Regions from separate parts of the Rattus norvegicus genome. Here region 1 is linked to region 2. Evidence: chromatin contacts called from public Hi-C data. All regions are on one chromosome and are shown on one strand. Each heading gives the region's core, a stretch centred on a gene start, on an enhancer-like site or on the middle of the called end of the contact. The rest is flanking DNA. Distances are from core to core; before and after follow the strand shown.

Region 1 (7,333 bases), core at 1,316-3,815, 42 kb before region 2:
CAGTAAGTAACACAGTCACATGCATTTCTTTAAGATTTCTTTACAGCAAACCAGAAAAAAAAATATTGTTTTGTGAGTTGAAATGGTGAGTCAGAAAGAAATCAGATAGATCACGAGCTTTGATTACCGTAGATATTATTAGATTCGGTCGTTAAGTAACTGCAAAATGGTTTCAGCATTATGACACCGTATCACAAATATATATGTTGCCACAGTCCATGTCACTAATTCAAAATAATTAATTCATAAGCAGTTAGGGTCCTAAACACATGCAGAACTCAAGTACCAGAGCCATGTTCACCACTAGGGGGAAGCAGACGATTGCCTATCGATTCATTGTCCTTAATGCCTAGATTGCAGGATGGCTGGTTGATTAGTAGACACTGAATCATAATTCTGCCATGCTAACTTCCACCCTCCAGCCTAAATGGAATAAGAAAAACCCTTTCCACATTTTATGCTCCATTTCTGTGTATAGTAGGGGTCATTTCTCGGGGTGTTGCAGGACCATGAGATCAGAAAAAGGATTGTAGAGATCTGGCATTCTTATTCGTCATCAGCGTATAGCAAAAGTCTTTCTGTCCTTCTGCAGCAGCAGAGGGACTTAAGATGATAATCCATCAAGCAGAATGACAAATGGCAGGGCTAAATAATTTGCCTAGAAATGCCCATCTTTTAGGGAAGTCCCTGTCATTCTTATAATAAAAAAACTAATAAAATACACGAGAAAGAAAATAAAGATTAAAACACCACTTCTGTTTTTATTTATTTTCTTAAATTCTCGGGTAACTAAACTACTGTGATGGGTCTACATGTCCCGTCATTTGGGAGGAGTACGGAAATCAATAGGGAGGCACGTACAAAGACTTATTCCAGTGCAAAGTCCAAAGTGCCCTGCTCAAAGTACAACATTATCTATTTTGTTTGTAGGACGCAAACACTAGGCCCCGCTGGTGTTAGCCAAATGCCAGACCACTGTTAAGCTACACCCAATCCCAGCAAAATGCTTTTGAAAAATAATTACGGTTCATTGAGAGATCCTGTTACAGAAAATAAGGCAGGGGTTGAGAGAGGAAGGCACTGGTGTCTGAACATGATTGCATGCAAAACACAGTGTAGACAGAGGCAAAGAGGGAGAGGGAGAGAGGGAGAGAGAGACAGAGGGAGGGAGAGAAGAGGGGGAGGGGGATAGGGAGAGGACCACAGAGAGAGGGGAGGGGAGGGGAGGAAGGGGCAAAGGAGGAAAAGCAGGAAGAAATGCAAAAGGGAAGGAGCAAAAAAGAAGCAAGGCCACTACTCAGTGAGGTTTTGAGCCAGCAGCAGCAGCAGCAGCAGCAGCAGCAGCAGCAGCAGCAGCAGTGAACTTGATACAGAGACATCTCAAGGCCAGCCCAGTCCTACAGAATCAGAAAGTGCATCATCACCGGACCTATAGACACTTGTACCTCCATGCAGTTAGGTATTCTCAGTCTCCCTATGCCTGTGAGGTACTGCCCTAATACAGAGGGTAGTGCTGTGTGAGTCACACCAAGGATGCCTGGGATGAACTTATTCCTAAGCCCAGGTAGACCAACCCTCAGCCTGCATTTTCCAATGTAAGTGCAGAATTACCCAAATCTGTAAGTGGTCAGCAGCCTCCTCTAGTAAGGACATCAGCCAAACACAGACATCAAGGGCTCAGGAGGGAAACGTGAAGCTGCGTTCTGCTTACTCGAGAACTAATAAAAGTGGAATCTATTTATTTTCTGAGTCAGTCTCTTCTCAGAAGTCAGATGACATGTCCCTGTGCTCTAGCATAGTCAGGTCTACCCCTTGTCAAGTGTACACTACAGGATACACATCCTACACACACACACACACACACACACACACACACACACACACACACAAAACAGAGTTAACTAGTATTAAACTGGCTTTAAAGTAGCAGATTTTCAGGCCAAATGTTAGAGGTTCTGAGGGGTGGGGGTGGGGCTAGGGTGAAACTGAGAAGTCAATCTCTTCAGTAAACACTTGGGTGAAATTATGCTTTTGGACATGGCTCCGTCTGAGAAATGTGATTCTTTCCATTAAAGATCACTTCATACACATTCCTGTGTCACCTCCCAAGGAGTGAGGATGGATTCATTAACAGCCCCCGAGGCAGGCTGGCTTTGTAAGCACTCCCATTGCACAAGCAACACGCCAGGCTAGAGAATAATGCAGTGTAAACTGCCTATTGAACTGCAGCCAAAGAAAATGCCTCCCAAGTGCGGAGGCTTGATCTCCAGTCTCTGCCACCCACAGTGGAGAACAGTGACTCACACTGACAACAGAGCATGCTCTCAAGGCAGGGAAACATCTAAGCTGATGCAAACCCCCAATGCTAACAAAATGCCAACAATCTCTAATCCCTTGAGAATCTGTGTGTGTCTATAAGACATCTGTCCAACTGTAATACTGGTAGAAGTTACCGATTGTACAAGTTTGCCACTGGTGCTGTAGCTGCTGGTAAAAACATTGTGAGGGTGTGAGCATCATTGGGGGGGGAGAGCACAGCTAAGAAATAATTCTCAGTCGCTGTGGAAAGGATGTGCCACAAGTCAACAGTGCTACCGTCACACTTTCACAGACACAGACGCTCTCAGCTACATCCACCAAGTTCCCTCAGATTCTCAAAGTTCGCCAAAGGCTAAAATAAGCTCTGTGTCAACCTTTAGCCTGGCTTTGAAGATTGAGAGGAAACGGTTACTGCCAGTGTGACTGAGCCCCTTTGATGGGCAAATCTCTATGCAAAGTGCTTTCAATGCACTGACTGTTTCTCACAGCCTTTATAAAGTAGGCGTACTGCTCTTCTTGTACTGTGAAGGCACAGAAACTTTAAAAATAATAGTAAATGATGCTATGAAAATAATAATAATACAATGCTAATAATAAAGTAGGAAATGAGAACGGTGCTTTCAGGGCATCTAAGATTTAAATAAAGTGTCAGCTGAGGCCACTCCCAAGTAGCATTTGAGAAAAAACCTATAGGAAGCAGATGTGTGCTCAGCAAAATCTAAGAGCATCGTTCCTGACCAAGCAAACAGCAGGTACCAGGGCCCTGTGGCAGGAAACTCTGGCTTTCCCAGCAATAGTAAGGAGTCAGTGTGACCAACCAAATTGAGATTCAAAAGATGAGATCCACGAGTGGTTGCTTGGAGGTGGAGAGCTTCACACAACTCCAGGGCTATGTAAGCTTCCCGTAAGTCTGCTGAGCAAGGGGCTAGGAGGGCCTAAAGTTCAGAACAGAGAGGTGGTGTTGATCTGCCCTACGTTGTTACAGGACAGGGCCTGTTGGAGATGACATCAACCATTGTTCTCTCTCTCTCTCTCTCTCTCTCTCTCTCTCTCTCTCTCTCTCTCTCTCTCTCTCTCTCTCCCTCCTCCCCCCTCTCTGGCCAAGATAATGGATGACCTCCACATTGTAAACCTGTAGGATTCTTAGGTCGTTATACTTGCTGGGTGGCTTTCCCTCACCCTCCTTCCCTTTGGCCAGGGTCTGCCGCCTACTTGTCTGGACTACTTCCCTGGCTCTTCTCCTCTCTTGTGCTTATGGTTATACAGTGGTGCTCACAGCTATGAGCATAAGTGCTCTTCCTGGCCAACCTCACCCCTCCCTGGCTCACGTGCAGCAATGCGCTCAAGCTTCACTCATTGGCAGCACGCTGAGATAGCTCACCTGAGCTGCCGCCTACCCATCTAGGCGCCTATTGCATGCTCCATCTTGGGTGGCCCAAGGTTCTTCAAATCAACGTGGGAAAGACGGAGCTGTCTCCCAGCTTTCCTGAGAGAATCCTTGTCTAGCTAAAGGTAGGACAGGTAGGCTGGGAATGCAGCCCAGTTGGTAGACTGCTTGCCTACTGTACACAAAGCCTTGAGATCAGTCTTCAGCACCACATAAAGCTAGGTCTGGTGGTGCATGCCTACAATCCTAGCATTCAGAAGGTACAGGCAGGAGAATCAGTAATCCAACATCACCTTTAAACACATATCAACTTTAATGCCAGCCTAGGAGATCTAATTTTTTTAAAAGCCAGGGATCTGCCTTGTTGCTTAAGCTAGATGTCTATGACTTATTTTTAAATCTTTTTGCACTCTTCAAATTCAGTCCATTACCAAACCCATCTTGCAACTAGCATGGCCATTCCCCCCACCTCTTCTTTGCTTCAGTGCCATCAGCTTTCCCCAGAGTGCCACCAAGCTCTCAGCCACTAGATCCTGCCTACCAGTCCTGCTCTGTTGTCCCTGCTCTGTCTGCCCTGCAGCCACAATGGCCTGCTCATATTCTTTTGCCGTTTCATGATCCCCTCGTCTGCCTCCCCTCTCAATTGTTTAAGACCTATGTGCTGTTCATAAGGCAGCTTCAGTGTCACCCATCATGTGACAGTGTCAACACAAGAGAGTTTCCTGATTTACATAGGTAAGAGGCCCCTTGCCTTTCCTCTCCAGCCCCTACTCACTGCACATCATTGGTGTTGCCCATCATATCCTCCCTTGTCCCTTGTTGTTGTGTGATGTCCTGGGTGGAGGCAGAGATTGACTATTATTTATCTTGGATCCCTAGTGTCTAGCTCATTACCTGTCATACAGTAAGTGCTATTTTGGACCTAAAATGTCCCCCACAGCTGTATAAAGTTTGCTCACCAGTCTGTAGCACCATTGGGAAGTAATGGGATCTTCAGGAGGTAGAACCTAGTTTTAGGAAGTTACGGGACATTGGGGACATGGTCTATACCCACCCTCTTTACTTCCCAGTTCCATGAAGTGGACACCTTTAGTCCAATACACAATCTCTGTGATGACATCCCAAACCATGATGTCAATTGATCATGGAACTATGAAACTATGAGTGAATATAAGTCCTTCCTCCTATTACGTTGACGTCTCGGGTATTTTGCTACAATAATGGGAACCTAACTGTTGGCCCTGAGTACCTAAGTGAGTACCTAGGTCCTGTGGCTCACATGACTCAGAATGCCTTTTCTTCTGTCTTCTTAACTGCTACATCTTCAGGACTCAGAAAAGTCCTGGTAGAAAACAGGTAACGGGGTTGGGGATTTAGCTCAGTGGTAGAGCGCTTGCCTAGGAAGTGCAAGGCCCTGGGTTCGGTCCCCAGCTCCGAAAAAAAGAACCAAAAAAAAAAAAAAAAAAAAGAAAAGAAAAGAAAAGAAAAGAAAAGAGGCACCCAGTAAGGAGAGAAATGTGATAAACTACTCAGTCTGTGATATGGCTTCCTTGAGAAATATTTCCTCAATCCTTTTCCCCTACCTTATGTTTTTAATCAATTCTTTCAGAATTTCATACAATGTATATTAACTACTGCTTCCCCAACTCCTCTCTGATTCACCATCCCTTCCACATCCACACAAATGTGTATGCTTCTGATTTTTCATCCAGCTAGGACAATTTGTGCTGCCCGTATATTCTTGGTTATGGGGGGATCCACTGTCACATGGGTCAACTTTCTAGGACATACCTTAAGGAAAACCAACTCTCCTCCTAGCGGCTAGCAGCTACCAATAGTTCCTCATCTAGGGGCACTCTGTGTCAACATGCCCTCTTCACGCTGAGTCTGTCTGACTAGAGTTAGCACAGCCCTTGTACATGTTGTCACAACTGCTGTGGGAACTTAGTGCTTTGTTATATCCATTGCTTTTTTATAGTCAGTCAACCATCATCTCTGACTCTTAAAAAAAAATTGCACTCTTCTGCAATGACCCCGGGGCCTTGGGTGGAGGAGGAAGTAAAATATAGATGTCTCATTTAAGGCTGAGCACTCCCAGTCTCTTAACTCTCTGCACCTTGACCAGTGGTGGGTCTCTGTGTTAACCACTTCTTCCGTAAGATCTGAAAGATGCCATAGCCTGTGTGTACAGTGCCATTAGGAGTCAGTTTAATACTGTGCCACTTACTAGAGTAATTTTAGTAGGTTCTCCCCCTAAGGCCTGTTGGAGACTGGTTCTAATGCTTTAATTCAACTGGGAAGCTGTGTGTTCAAATGCTAAAGGTCCTTGTCCCCAATTGGTCTTTGATCGATCAATAAAGATGCCAATGGCTAATGGCTGGGCACATGGTGGGACCCTTAGAGTTGCACGGGTAGGATGCAGAGAGAAAGAGAGCAGAATTGCCATCACTTGGGGTAGGAGGATGGGACGAAGGAGCTTCAGGAAATAAAGCCAACCAACCATGTAAGACTTTGGGTAAGTGGCCATTGGGCCTGGGGTAGCAGGGGGAGGTTTAGGAGTGCCCGGCCTTTGAGGTAGCCAAGGCATTTAAAAAATAAGCTCTCTGTGTGTGTGTGTGTGTGTGTGTGTGTGTGTGTGTGTGTGTGTGTGTGTGTGTGTGTCTTTCATTCAAAGATCCAGAGACAGCTCCTGGGAGGGTGCTCAAGTGCAATCTGCCAGGAGCTAAAGACGTATAGCAAAAAATCACCACAAATTCACCTATGGCCTACTTAGCCACAGGTCCTTGCAATCACAGCACCAAATTAGGAATGTAAAAAATAAACTCAGAAGCAAAAAATCATGGAAGCAGGTGTCTGGTGAGGCATGAGCACATGGATGGTAGTGGTGCGGGTGCATCATTACACACATTCAAGGGCCAGAGCAGGGTGTAAGATGTCTTCCTTTATCGTCCTTCACCTTAGTCCCTTGAGACAGGGTTTCTCCCTGAACTGGAAGCTAACCAGTTAGCTCCTGATATCTGCCTGTCTCCTCTCCCCACTGTTGGGGTTACAGGCACTTTAAACCATGCCCCATGCTGGAAATTTGAACTCAGATTCTCAGGCTTACAAAGCAAGCATTCTTAGCCACCAAGTTAACTTCCTACCACAGCAATAGTTTTATACACATCTGTTCTCCCTCTCTCTGGGAAAAGTATTTTCCACAACTTCCCAGAAGATCGTGTCTTCTACTTTAATGAGTAGATTGGAGACTCCCTAGATCTCAGGTCCCTGGGAACATCTCAAGGAGAAAGAAGTACCCAGACGAATGTAGAGAAATTAGGTAAAAAGCTAGAAATTGCATTATTCAAACTAAGCACTTTCTTCCTAACTGGTTCCCAAAACTAACAGGCTACTAGAGCACAGACAAATCAAAAAGAGCCCATTTAGAGCAAAGGACTGACCAAAAGAAAAGACTGCAGATTTTGACACTTTGATGAGTGCTAATGAAGTGACTGGATTCCATCAGTCACTCCAGGGTAACAATCATTGCGAAACTTCTCCACTTAGCATAAAATAGTTTGGTTTAACTTTTGATATCTCACTTTTAAATATTACCAGACAGTCAAAGATCATCATCCCACATTGGAG
Region 2 (7,797 bases), core at 4,954-7,453:
CGTTTCCAATCATTCTTGGTTGCCAAACTACCCTTTAGTCTCCTCCTTACAGAAGATTTTAAAACTAACCAACTTCTTTTCAGTGTAGTGCTTCTAAGCTTACTGATGTTAAGTGTTTCTCTAGTAGGCTCTCTTAATGTTAGAAATTTTCCAATCTAAAGGCTATTTTAATAAGAAAAAGTGATGGGAACTATAGGAATCTATTACACAGAAAAAGTAATCAATAATTTGTCATTTATCCTATAAAGCCGTATGTAAAAATAAATATTCTAGAAGTGATTTCTGGGTTAATTTATTAATAGGTTACATGGGATTAGCTTTTCCCTTTTTGTAGTAGATAGAATGTAGCTACCACAAATGTAATACTATTTTTAAAAGTAATTTATCGTGTGTGGAGTGATGGATGTGCCATGGTCCTGTGGCATGTATGTAGAACTTAGAGGACAACTTAGAGGAGTGGGTGCTTTTCTTCTGTATGTATGTGTATGTGTGTTCCAGAGACTGAGCTCAGGCTGTGAGGCTTATCCAAGAAGCATACAATCCCCTCTGTCCCGCTGGCTGTGAACGTAGCTTCCTAATGACGTTAGTGCACTCTGGCACACGGAAAAGTAATCCTATTTTGCCTTTCTCCTCAGATCTGCAGGTGCGTGCACAGCTGCGGCATTCCTGCGAGAGTTTGTGACTCATACAAAGTGGGCACATTTAGACATAGCCGGTGTGATGACCAACAAGGACGAGATTCCCTATCTGCGGAAGGGAATGAGTGGGAGACCCACAAGGACTCTGATTGAGTTCTTACTTCGCTTCAGCAAAGACAGTTCTTAGTTCATACACTCAGAAATTCTTCCTTCTGTCTTGAATTGGATAGTTAGCCTTCAAAATTTTTGAATGAATGAAAATCTTTTAAAGACAAAAACGGATGTTGTTCTTTTTTTAATCTTAATTCTTGGAATATTTTAGTATGCTTGAATCATGGAAATCTAAATGATATATGAATTAATATAGGTCCTTTATTAAAACATCTTGTAATAGTATGTATTTTTCAAGCCATATTTACTATTTTTACAAGACAGGGAAAATCTTAAGTCCATAAAAACGTACAAAGGGAGCCAGACATGGCGGCGCACAACTTTGATCCCAGCACTTGGGAGGCAGAGGCAGCTGGATTTCTGACTTTGAGACCAGCATGGTCTATAGAGTGAGTTCCAGGATAGCCATGGCTACACAGGAACCCTGTCTCGGAAAAAACAAAAACAAACACCACCACCACCAAAATATACAAAGGAAAATATAATTAATGACTTTGTTACATTTTCTAATTTTTGATTCTTAAGGTAGATTGTTTAAGTGTTCATAAAACTTTCAAAATCCAGATCCAATGCAGTAAATAAATTACAGTATTTCCTTCTGATAATTGTTTGTTACTGTGATTCAGTTCTGTGAAGGGTCACCATTTAAGAAACTTGTGAGCTAGAATCAGCCATATTTGATTCTTGGTCACTGACAGATGAGCACACCAGGTCTTTGCACCGGAGTATATGCAAATGCTCTACGGGTGTCCCTTATGTGCAAATGCTCCAAAAGGGTGTTCCAGCATAAAGATGATTGTCAGCAAGCCCATCGTGCAGCACCACCTCATTTCTGATGCCTGGTGCTCCAGGCACTGCATCGGTGGGCTTGGTTTTGAGGACACATACATGATGGCATGTGAAGCTCTTTATCCTAACTCACTTGTAGTTTCTTTCCTTCACTTCTGCTAGAAATCTTGATTCAGCAGTTAACTGGGGAGAGCTGGATGTGCTCCCATATTGTTCACATAAGGCCTCATTCTTCACGAGTTTCAAACCTTGTCCTTTGGCAGCATATCAAGAGGCAGTCTTTGTGAGAGACTGGTTGGCAGAATGTCTGAAGAGGCTGACTGTCCCCATTGCAAAGTGTTATCTTCTAAGTTACTAAGACAGGACTTTCTCCCCTCTCTGAACTGGGAGGCTAGGAACTTTGTCCCTAGTGGCACTGGCAGCAGGCGTTTCTTTGGGGTGGTTATATCCCATGGCAGCACCTCTCGCTTCTTTTTGAGTCCAGTGCTTCTTATTTTTTAGGTTTGCACTTCAGCTTTAATTCATCCAGCTTAGCTCAGTCTCGTGTTTTTACTTCGAAAGCTGCAGATGTCTTTCATTTGCAGTTTCTGCTCACTATAGAGTCTGCTGGTCCTCAGATAAGCTCTCATCCTCTGTATGGATGGTTGCCCTCTGTGTTTTCATTTCTTTAACTTGTCAAGCTTTAGGTGAAGTAAGCCCTATTGACTTTATCCCATACCTTCATGTCCCCTGCCCAGTTCACTGACCTTGCCTGGAACCATGAGTGGATAACTATTTTCCTAAGTTTTATTTTAATTATATATCTATATGTGGATTTGTACAAGTGACTGCAGATGTCTGCAGAGGCCAGGGGAGGGTGGTAGATCCCCTGGTACTATAGTTACAGGTGGTTGTGAGCCATCTAGTGTAGTTGCAGCCATGTGAACTCAGGCCCTCTGGAAATGTAGGGCATGCTCTTAACCATTAAGCCCCTCTCCAGCCTATGGGTAACTAGTTTTGAAAGTTACATTGCGTACTCTTAAGTTGGTTTATATCAGGCGGTGGAGCTGACTATGCTACACACTGCTGTAGTGTAAACCATTACAGAGAAGTAGTCTCACTCTCAGTAATCTTCCCAAGGCTGTGCTCCTGTTTTATGAGTGAAGAAACATAGTTAGCCAATCAAGAAGTGAATGCTTTATGCTCTGGATGCATCCATGGAATATATTGATGTGTTCTTTGTTGACTTACATCAGGGTTAGACTAACTGGGTATTTGATTTGCAAAAAAGAAAAAGGGAAAAAAATGTCACTAAGAGTTACCACTCTAGAGGCAGTAGAACTTGGGAGAGTAGAGCAGATAAATGAGGCTGACTAAAGTCTCATGCAATAGCCAGCAAACTTTACTCAGAACCTCAGACAGTTTATGCTGAGGGTTAAGGGGAGTCATACGAATAAAGTTTTCATGAGTTGAAGCTGTACACAGTCACAAGGACCAGCCACGTGTTTCTGCAGAGGAACGTAAAGGATAGCTTAAAGATGTAATGAACAACAGCAAGCAATTAGTAGTCTGAGATAAATTCAGTCCTATTCACTATACTAGGGAGGGGCACAGAAACGCACTCCAAAGAAAAAGTCCATGTTTTAAACTGAGATCACAAGACTCTTGTTTTCTTGGAGTGTTCTCACAAGCACTCAGAATTCTCACAAGATTCCATTCCTGGACCATGTTCTGACAACTAGGTAATTCGTTGTTGTTTCATAAGAGTTGTGATTTCCATAAACATGGTAATGGGCTGGCCTTTGGTACCAGGGGCAGGCTGAAGAAGGCATCCTTCAGGTGGAGCACAGTGTATGTGGTGTGCTCAGGGTGGAGAGATTGCCCAGCAGGGTGTGAAGGGTTTGGAACTGGGGGATGAATATCCTTCATCCGTTTATTCCCTCAGATCCTGCATGGGTCAGTGGTCAAAGGAATGAGGCATTTTGACTGGAAGGAGGTGGGTGTTTCATGTTTATTGACAAAAGACTAGGATCCCAGCTTCCTAAAGCCCGTTGGTGTATGTGGGTTATCCCCACTGGGCCTCCCTGGGCATAGGATATTGTCTGATGTGAACTGGGGCAGCCCCAACCTTTAATTGAATGATTGAAGCCCTCTGATGAGCCAGTCTGATTGAATTTTTCTCTGCCCAAACTTTGAGGACCTCAGTCTGGAAACTCTGGATCAATGAGCTTGGTAAGGTCATTGGCTGAGGGAATAACTTGTATTCGTCTATGGCCAGGGTCAAAACATCAGTAGGGCCATTCTTATCCAGAACTTCCACTCCCTCTGGGCCAAAATGGATTTGGGTTCCCATTTTAGTGAGGAGATTCTCCCCAGCAGAGGGATGATCACAAAAGAGTGAGTTACTTGTCCCACTTCCAAGTTCACCTTTCTTCAGGTAGTCCATGGATAGGGCTTAGTGCCCCTTGTCCTTTGTACCCATGTTTGTCGATCTAACAATGGCCCCAGTGTCCTTGCGATCTTGGTTGGCAGTAGCTAATATTTTGCTTAGTCCTCTGTTTTGTTGCTTCTCAGGGAATTTTCTATTATAGACTGTCTTTTCAGCCCTCTCTTCCCCCTACCCCCTCTCTGCACTGCTCCCTAAGTAGCTTCCCTCTCCTCTCTCTTCTCATGAAAGTTGGGCATATCGTATTCTGTCAAATCTTTCTTTGATTCATCACTTTGTCTGCCACTCAATTAAACATCACTTTCAAACATGGGTGCTTCCTTCTACAAACTAATTTTACCTTCGTTGTTTTGGATTAAAGGTGTGTGTCCTAAGGGTATGTCTGCATTCCAGCCAGAGGGATTAAAGGTGTGTGCTAAGGCTCATCCACACAACGAATAGAAACACAATCTCAGGGTTCACGGTGTGGTCAAATATCCTGTGACACATGGCTGTTCTGGAGAAATTTCTGCATAGTCCTTTCTCTCATCACAGCATTGCAAGATAATGCCAGAATGAATGGGAACAGTTCTGAGGGTATCCATTTCACATACACATAGACCCAGCACCTCTTCCTCTGTGCTCGTAGCATGTTTAAGACCAACTAGTTAAGTGCCTGCACAGCTTGCACCAGCAGCCCTGCTCTCTTTGTTGGTTCATCTTCTATCTGCCATAGGCCCACTGCAGCCTGGCCAGTCCAGTGCTGAGATGCAGCCTTCCCAGCCGGGAGCTCAGCCATCTCCCAAGCCTCTGTGCTTATTTTTTTTATTCAACAAGTGTTTTTCTATATTTGCCAGACAGAGTTCTGGATGTTGGGCATATAGATAACTAATACCTGACTAACCAGGCAAACTATTTCTTCAGGGGCTTTTCTGTCCAGCAAGGTCTTATATTTAATTTCATTCCACCTGAGATCTCTAGAGATGCCCTCCTCAATCACACATCAAAGAACATTTAGCTGTCCTCTCCCAATTTTTCCTCAGTTCTTATCTCTACAAATAATGCTTTATGTATTTATGTTTTTTCTTCCTATTTGGGGTATTTACTACTACTTCTAGATTATTAAACAGTGGCTACCTGGAAACTGGAAGGACTCAGTTAAGTTGAAGGAACACTAGCCCACCCGAGTAAGGCTCTGGCAAGCCTTGTTCTTCCATTTTCTCTGACATACTAAGAACAGTTGGATTGTGTTCCTAAAGCTAGCCACAGAGGTGTGTTCACTCACTTGGCCATTTCCTCCTCCTGAGGCTGACTACCAAGGTCCAGACACCAAAGTACTGAAGTTCAGCAATCAAAAGGCCCCTTTGGCACACCTAATTAACATGTCCAATTAAAATTTAACACACCATCTTAACACAAGGTTTCCCCTTATACCATTATAAACTTCCATTTTCCTCTGTGCCACATCTGTCTCCTATCTAGAGGCAGTCTTTTATCCCCTCTCAATGACAAATACCCCGCCTCTTCTTCCCTTCATCCTCTATCTCTGGTCTCTTATTCCCTACCTTTCAAGTTTGTTTGGGGCAAATCTCCTTTCAGCTGAAAACGTGGTCTTGGGAGTCCTTGGCTGATTTTTCCTTTTTAAAATGTTGTGAAATTAAAAAAAAAAAACATTTGGCTTCTGAATTAGTGAACAGGAAAATATTAAAGCCGTTGTTAAAAACAGCTGTAAAGTCACTTTCCCTCTGGTGTTATCACATACTCTTAGAAAAGCGCCAGGGACACTGGCAGTCGTCAGGATGTCACTCTTTTTAGTTACGACAGAATTTATAGAGGGAACTTGTGTTGTCCAGCTATAACAAGTGACTAGATTAGCATTTGGTACATAGCAAGTCCTCAATCGTCGTGGAATGAACTGATGACTCCTCATTTTACTAGGTGGGGGCACAGAAAAGACTCCGCTGAGATATTTAGGGACAACCCAGGGGATTGGCTGGTGGCCCGGAGGTCCGCGCCCAAGTTCAGCCTCTTCAAGTGACTGGTTTAAACCAGTCCAAGCCTTTAGTACTTAGACCAATAAAGAGTAAATCAGGTGGGCTACCGAACAGAAACACGGATTCTGGTAACTCTGATCGTTAGGGTACAAACCAACCGCCTGTCACGTGACGGCGCCCGCCACGTGATCAGGCTGCCTGCGCCTGCGTACGCGAGCCCGGTGGCGTTTCCGCCCGCCATTACAGACATGGCGGCGTCCCTGGGAGGGATGTTCGCCGGCCAGCCTCCAGGACCTCCTCCGCCACCGCCCGGGCTCCCAGGCCAGGCGTCGCTTCTACAAGCAGCCCCTGGGGCTCCGAGACCATCTAACAGCACTTTGGTGGACGAGTTGGAATCATCATTCGAGGTAAGCCGAGAGGTGGGCGTGTTTGTGAGCCCTCACTCGTGCGGAAGGCTCGCAGGTTAATTCCTTTCTCGGTCCCGGCGCTTAGTTGATGTGGGGGACCGAAGAATGGAAGTCGCCTAGGGTAGGTTGGGTACCACCCGTGGCCCGTCCTCTAGTCTGTCCCTGCAACCGCGCGACATTTCTGGAGACCGTGGCCTTGAAGCCCGCCCAACTCACAACATTCTTGGGGCTCTTTAGATTCCCAGGCTCCTTTTATACCTGAGGGTCTAGTAGGAACTGGACTTCCCTGTAGCGTGGTTACTTGACTATGCTCCTCTGAGTTTCAAGTCACATATTGAACGCTTTTCCTGTTGTGCTGTGTTTTGTTTTTCCGTGTTCTGTGTAGGCCTTCCTGTGGCCCTTGCCCCCTACTTAACCTGTTAGCCTTTCTATTTGGGTGCCACCCCTTGACGTCTCCGGCTTTCGCTTTCTAGTCGTTTGGCAAATGCTCTTTTTTGGGACAAATTGAGTTCTTACTGCGGGAGGAAACTTTGGTAGAACGTTTGGATTCATCCACTCTTGGATGCAGAAAGTACGACTCAGAAGGGACTTGCCCAAACTCGGCCTTGGTTTGTGCAGGCTAGTATTCTGGCCTTCTGCCTTTCCAGGCAAAAGCTAGCCTAGTCATACTTCTGAAAAGCATTCTTTTAAAAAATAAACTGTATTCTACTTGTTTTTTTTATGCATGTTATTGGTGCACTTTTGGAGGTTAAAGGGACAACTCACAGAAGTCACTTCTCTGCATCCACCATGTGAATGCAAGGGATGGAACTCCAGTGTGGTGGCGAACATCTTTACCGGATTAGCCATCACTCCAGCCCTAAAATTCTAGTCTCTTAATAGAATACCGTGTGTTCTTTTCAACCTCCTTAAGACTGTCGATAACGGCCCATGCTTTAAGTGTTTTTCAAAAGATAAGGGGGGCTGGGAAGAGGTGCGAGGAGGTGCGCAGGAACTGGTTTCCAAAGTTAGTTTTTGTTTGTTTTTTTGTTTGGTTTGGTGTTGGAACAAGTTCTCAGTGTAGACCAGGCAGACTTTGAACACATAACTGTCCCTGTCTCCAGGGTGCTGGGATTAAACAAGTGCACCACCACTGCCTGACAAGTCTGCATGGCCTACTGCCTTTGTTGAAGCCACCTAAGCTCTGAGAGCCATAGGTTTCCTGAAATACTCAAATCATGCTCATGCCCCCAAAATCCAACACAACTTAACTTTTACAGTGCACAGGCTAGGCAGTCTGATTTGTTGAGCTGTTACAGAAGTGGGATACCCTTGTGGCTGTTTCTGTGCCTCAGATCTGGAGCTACCAGGAGGATTCATTGCCTCTGAAAGGAACTTTGTGTGTAGTTATGACT

Evidence for each region. A called contact is a pair of places that touch in the nucleus more often than the background predicts.
Region 1: a Hi-C map of frontal cortex shows a contact between it and region 2, with 3 times the contacts expected there. The contact joins the enhancer-like site here to the promoter of Med28 in region 2. A contact is called at or near these places in 4 of 12 Hi-C or Micro-C datasets (the Rat2 cell line, frontal cortex, hepatocytes and 1 more).

The regions. Positions count from the first base shown.
Region 1 is chr14:69,853,198-69,860,530 of GRCr8, reverse strand. No RefSeq gene overlaps it. Among named protein-coding and RNA genes, the nearest start is that of Lap3, 17 kb to the right of the region's middle. Within about 2 kb of position 2,565, at least 60 of the 93 cell types and tissues checked have an H3K27ac peak or open chromatin away from gene starts, as enhancers often do.
Region 2 is chr14:69,814,521-69,822,317 of GRCr8, reverse strand. Med28 (mediator complex subunit 28) reads left to right here and starts at 6,203. Exons shown (of 4, transcript NM_001107217.1): 1 at 6,203-6,403. The coding sequence starts at 6,245. LOC134481758 (a long non-coding RNA gene) reads right to left here and starts at 5,919. Exons shown (of 2, transcript XR_010057530.1): 1 at 5,568-5,919. It overlaps Lap3 (leucine aminopeptidase 3), which reads left to right. Exons shown (of 13, transcript NM_001011910.1): 13 at 636-1,411. The coding sequence ends at 825.